Linked DNA regions of Mus musculus: region 1 is linked to region 2. The links are chromatin contacts, called in public Hi-C maps. All regions are on one chromosome and are shown on one strand. Each heading gives the region's core, a stretch centred on a gene start, on an enhancer-like site or on the middle of the called end of the contact. The rest is flanking DNA. Distances are from core to core; before and after follow the strand shown. Region 1 overlaps Ntrk2 (neurotrophic tyrosine kinase, receptor, type 2). Region 2 overlaps Ntrk2 (neurotrophic tyrosine kinase, receptor, type 2).

What was found. A called contact is a pair of places that touch in the nucleus more often than the background predicts.
Region 1: a contact with region 2 is called in a Hi-C map of liver, with 5 times the contacts expected there. The contact joins two enhancer-like sites. A contact is called at or near these places in 1 of 39 promoter capture datasets (liver), 9 of 484 Hi-C or Micro-C datasets (liver and uterus) and 5 of 115 datasets of contacts at active chromatin or transcription factors (embryonic stem cells and liver).

What each region holds. Positions count from the first base shown.
Region 1 is chr13:59,002,056-59,004,792 of GRCm38.p6, reverse strand. The region is part of intron 13 of Ntrk2 (neurotrophic tyrosine kinase, receptor, type 2); the gene reads right to left. Among named protein-coding and RNA genes, the nearest start is that of Gm53063, 70 kb to the left of the region's middle. Within about 2 kb of position 1,377, at least 35 of the 459 cell types and tissues checked have an H3K27ac peak or open chromatin away from gene starts, as enhancers often do. A contact at or near this core is called in liver and uterus, where this site is marked.
Region 2 is chr13:58,912,786-58,915,687 of GRCm38.p6, reverse strand. The region is part of intron 12 of Ntrk2 (neurotrophic tyrosine kinase, receptor, type 2); the gene reads right to left. Among named protein-coding and RNA genes, the nearest start is that of Ntrk2, 110 kb to the right of the region's middle. Within about 2 kb of position 1,282, at least 11 of the 459 cell types and tissues checked have an H3K27ac peak or open chromatin away from gene starts, as enhancers often do. A contact at or near this core is called in liver and uterus, where this site is marked.

The DNA.
Region 1 (2,737 bases), core at 128-2,627, 89 kb before region 2:
CACACGCTACCCCAGATACATCTGCTTCCTGGCTCCTTCTGGCTCCTTTTTATCTTAGTCAGTGAAAAGTACCCAGTGGCCCAGGAAGCACAAACTCAGCAAAATCTGGAAAGAAGAGCTCTGTTAAGCTAGCGAGAAGGGGTTGGGCCAAGGAGAAAAGCATTTAGAGCCAGGTATCATGAGATGGTGGGGGTGAACGGATGGAAAAAGATCTTATCATTCAAGATATCTAGAGAAAGCATTTGGCATTCATGCCCTAAAGACAGCCCTTGTGTGCCATTGGCATTGGCAGAGCAAAAATAAAGAAACAGAAGAAGAGAAAGTGAACTCCCTGTCGGGGTAGAGGCTGCCCAAAGGAGTGTGAGGCACCAGGTCAGAATGGTAGCATTAAGCCTGGCACAGGCTTTCAGATTATGATGGTTAATGAGTGGATTTAAGGCTCAGGCCAAGCCGTGGCTGGGTAACAATTGCATTCTCTAAAACACCAAACCTTGGGCACTAAGAGGGAGGGTCACTCGTTTCCTGGGATATGAAAGCAAATTCGCCTGAGTTCAGGGTCTAACTCTGCTGAAAACTTAACTTTGCTCTCAAAGGAAAGCAGAGGAATGCGGCTCCTGACTAGAACGGCTGCAGCCATTGCTTCTCTCTGAGGCAGTTCCTTGGTGCGGGATCAGTGGTTTCCCTAAGTTCACAGGAAATTCCTTGCCATGGTCACCTGTATCTATGGGAACAGGCAGCCCACCTAAAGAACTCTTACATTTAAGGCACGGGTTGAGTTCTTCCAAGTTCTTTCTGCTCTTTGGTGCACCAGAGGAAGTTGACAGGGAGGGACAAGGTTATTTAAGACCAAGGTTGCGAAATTAGCTTGAATAGTGATGTCAATAAATCTCACAGGAAAGCTTTCCTCCTGATGGCCCCTTTGCCAATGTTTCCTGGGCCAATCTGCTTACAGTTTCACTTTGGCGCTTTCTTGCATGCCTCACGTGATGTTAAAAAAAGGGGGGGGGGATCTCTTCTATCCTGCTTCAAGTTCATTTCACACATTCTCTATTTACTTCGAGATGAAGAACACCAGATGTAGTTCACAGATAAATCATCTTTCACGCAAAGATTCAGGGCTTCTGAAATCACAGTGATCCTGCCAAACTATGTTCTAACAGCTAGAGGCCATGTCTCCAGATCTAGAAACATGCGGATTTTCCCAGGTCTTTCCAAGGGGAGTCATTCGAACTCAATTTTTAAGGGATTATCAGAAAAGGAAAAAAAAAGTAATTTCTGCTCTTTGGAATTGCGAAATAGCAAGTAACTAAATACGACAAACCTCTGCAGGGTGAAATCGCCTGAACAGTGACCATCTCTGCCCCAGAGAGTCATAAAATACTTGTTTCCTAGCAGAACTACTCCAGGTCAAGCTGCCCATGGTTTCTTCCTATAGCCCTAGGCTAATTCGAGACTAAAGAGATAGACTTTTCCATCCAGCCCTTTGTTCTCGGATATGGCCGGCTTATAACTTAACATGTTCTATATTTAGCTTGGTGGCTTTATGATCACATTCAGAAAACAAGCACAGATTCCAAGAAACACAAATAAACAATAGAGCAGTTGCAAAATAGCTCAACCACCACAATAAATATTAAATAAAGGGTGCATCTAAAATCCGTCTTCCTGGCCCTGTGTGCAGTGTGCTCAGTGCTGGGGTCTATGACAAACTGTGCCTAACAAATCGCTGCAGATTTCCCCCTGGCTGCAGAATAAGACAATGAACTCTAACAAGTGGCTGTGGAGATGCAAATTCAATACTTCACAAAACTCACAAACACAGCTATGTATTATGCTAGTGGAGACAGACCCTTCGTCTAGACAAAATGCAAAAATCCCATGTTCGGTAAACATGTATAATTAGGGAAATAAGAAGAACAGCTAATCGTTAGCCTTACACGCACATCTGCATCTAAAATCTCATTGCTGTTGTTGTTATTGTTGCTGTCATTGTTTTTATCTTTAGTTGAAAGTTGGGGCCCATGGCCCTGGTTTTGAAATCTCACCTCTTCAATATTCAAAAGGAGTGTTGGCATTTCGGTAGTGAAGAGTGAGTATATCCAAACTCTACCCTGAAGTTCTTCTTTCTACAGAGGCACATGCCAGGCGCGTAATTGATAAGAGCAGGTCTTATTATACAAATAAGCAGACACTGTCTGGGGACAACATTGAAAGGACTCTGATGCTTTTATTAATTTATTTGATTTACTTCTGGTTTCCCTTACCCAATCTTATTTATGTCAAAGCAAGTTGAACCAGAATTCATTATGTAGTGAAATGCAATTTGAACACTTTTTATTGGCACACAGTGATTCAATCACTTCTGTCCATGAGCCCTATTACCTCCTCTTACAGCACTTCCTCACTGATCAAACCCCAGTGGAGGAAATTTCCAAAGAAAGTGAAGAATTTGTTGAGAGGGAGGAACGATAGTGTTGGTAACTTTTTACCCTGTGATGGAACTACACAACAACGGCCATTCTGACCGTCTGCTGTCACCAACTAGCTTGCTTCCCCCGTGGAAAACCAGCCATGCCAGTGAACTTGACTTTTCTTCTTTCTTCTTCTTTTTTAAAAATGTGGCTGCAAATTTTAATCATCTTGATTTAGAAGCAGTTGACACAGGGAACTTGCCTGACCATCTCTGCCTTTTTACCAGGGTGGGGGCATCACAGGGTCTTCCTGGCCATCTGTAGAT
Region 2 (2,902 bases), core at 33-2,532:
ACTAAGTTAGTGACTATCGAGAAATCCCATGATCTTTTTAAACCAAAATGCCTCTTCTTAAACTGAAATGGACACCAGGAAGCTAACGGCATTGGTGCTTCTTAGTTTATTTGGCATTTTATGAACAGAGAAAAGCCCATTTTATCACTAGCTCAGTAGTAAAGGACCCAAGCTTGTATAAAGCCTATTAAGCAAATGTCAATAGAATAAAAAATGTGACTCGTCTTTCTTCCTCTATGTCTTAAGGGTCATGATCTACTGAAAATTAGGATTTGCCTCATTTAACAGGTATAATTAACTCTAGTCTCTACGTGTCACAGTGGAATTGCTGCAGGAGGGTAAGTCAGCAATACTAAATGAACGAGCAATTGCATTTCCTCTTTTGTATCCCACGGTGGGAACTGGGGGTAAAAATATGTTTTCTTCCCAGGCTGGGGATAAAGAGACTTCCCCTCAAAGCCTGCCTGTTCCTCAGCAAGTCTGGAAGAAATCTATTCCCGTTGGAAACGAAGGCAGGCCTTGTTGGGTTGTCTTGTGTCCCGTGGCTACAGGTGTTGAATGAGTCTAGACAGTTTTCAAGCTTGAGCTGAATTTTAGACAATGTCTTTCAAATCAGAGCTAAGAAAAGCCTTTCTCTCAACGTTGGGAGTGTCTAGTCTCCGAGGTGCAATCCTTCAAGACTGCAAAATCCAGTCAGAAAGAGTTTCTCTACTTACTTTTTCTTTAAACAAATAGCAAATATTCCATGCCGTTTGTATAAAGTAGCTCCCAGACTCAGGAAAACAACTGAGGCAGGTGTGGTGATGCCTGAGATCCCAGTATTTGGTAGCTTGAGACGGGAAGGTTCTGAGTTATGAGACAGATTGGGCTATGTAGCATGTTCCAGACACCAGGGCTACATAGCAAGCCCTTATCTTAACACAAACTAGCCAACCAACCAACCAGCAAACAACATTTGAAAGTATGTGCCTGGCACATGGGCCAGAACTCTATGCACTCTCTGGAACTTCTCAGAGTATCTGTCCTAGTGTGGCCACATCCAAGAGGACTCTCTGGAGCTGTTGCCAAACATCTGTTATCAATGTGGGGTTCTGTCAGCCTTTGACTCTGCGTGGAGCTAAGGCTCGCTTTACAGTGTTGCAGAGATAACAGTTGGTTATTTCAACATTTCTTTTTCTTTTTAGTCTGATTGAGATGCAGGCCAATGTAAAGATATGCGAGGACCCAGACAGTTAAAACACTCTCAAAGCTCAGAGGGCTCTTCTGGACAAAGTCCTCAAATAACCAGATGATCAAAACAAACACACCCTTCAGTGGGATGAGCAGGTCATAGGACAGGCCCTCTTTCATCTCTCGGCCACCTCTGAATTTGTATTGTGCAATTATCAACACTCTTTTCAAAGGTGCCAAAGAATATGACATCCATTTGGGTCAATGCAAAGGTGACAGCTCACATCTCTGACATCAGTAACTGAAAGTCTTCACTTTGGCCAACACATACAAAGACAACTCGCAGAATACCAACCAGGGCACTTAGACAAGTCCCAAGGGGTCAATGCCACATTGGAAAAGAGAATCGAGCTAAAGAGGACACAGCAGTCATTGACAATGGGACACATTGATTAATGTTCTTCACAACCCAGCTTACAGCCAGGGTTCAGTTTATTAGTAATGACCTCCTTATCAGAAAAGATTGGCAACCATAAGGCTGGCATCTCTCCCCCGATTCTAAAGCAAACTCTGACACTGCTGTAGACTTCCTTTCAGACCCTCTACTGTACCTCCTTCTTCAACATCACTGCTGTAGCACAGGCAAACCCTCATCTCCTGTACTGAAACAAACCCCACTGCACTAAGGCAGGGCAAGGTTTCCAAAGCCCTAAAAAGACCGGCTGACTTAGCAAATACCAGGAGTGACCTTGAGAGTATTGATCAAACTCTCTTTGTCTGTTTCAGAGGCAGGGAAATTAAATAGTCCTCTAAATCATTAATGGATTCCTTTTATGCTCCCCTCTCCATGAAACAGCCTTTCCCCTCCATCCGAGCTGGGAATCTCTTTCCCACAGCTTTCTGGGAAACAACAGGTATCGCTTGTCAAAAATACTCAAGAAAATGGTTCCATTTTCTCTCTTGATATTACTTAGAACATCCAATGAAAACTCACCCACAGTCAACTGAATAATTGCCTTGGAAAGATGCATACATTCTTCCTACCTTGATGGGGCTGATAAGTCTGTCTTTAAAATATATTGAAATGTTAACGACAAAGAAAGCTTTAGTGAAAACTTCACCTTTTAAACTAAAAGTCTGTTTGACTTTATCTTTCTCACTGAAAGTTTCTGTGTTTTGAAAGCTGTGTTTTGCGTCTGCATTTGGACCTAGAATCCGTCTACCACTGATGAGAGAAAGCAGGGTTCAAAAACCTCCTGTCCTAAATTACCTCCCTTATCAAGAAACCCTCAGCACTAAGAAGGAAGCCAGAAAGCCTGGAGCCCATTTAAATGGAAACAAAACACAAAGACACCTTTGTAGAAGTGCATAAAGTTGCTTTACAATGTTGCAGACTTAACACTCGATTATTTCAACCTTTTGGTTGCTGTTTTTTGTTTGTTTGTTTGTTTGTTTGTTTTTTAATAGACTGAATGAGATGCAAGCAGATGTAGGAAATGGGAGGACCCAGACACTTCAAATGCTCCCAAAGCTTGTAGGGTCAAAAGCCTCAAATAACCAGCCCCTGTGACTGGATGACAAGAGAGTCCAAGACTGGATGAAAAGAAGGATAAGACAGAAGGGCCATGTGGGGCAGGGCTGTGTGGGGCAGGGCTGTGTGGAGCAGGGCTGTGTGAGGGCTGAGTGGAGCAAAGATATGTGAGGCAGGGCTGTGTGGGGCAGGGCTGTGTGG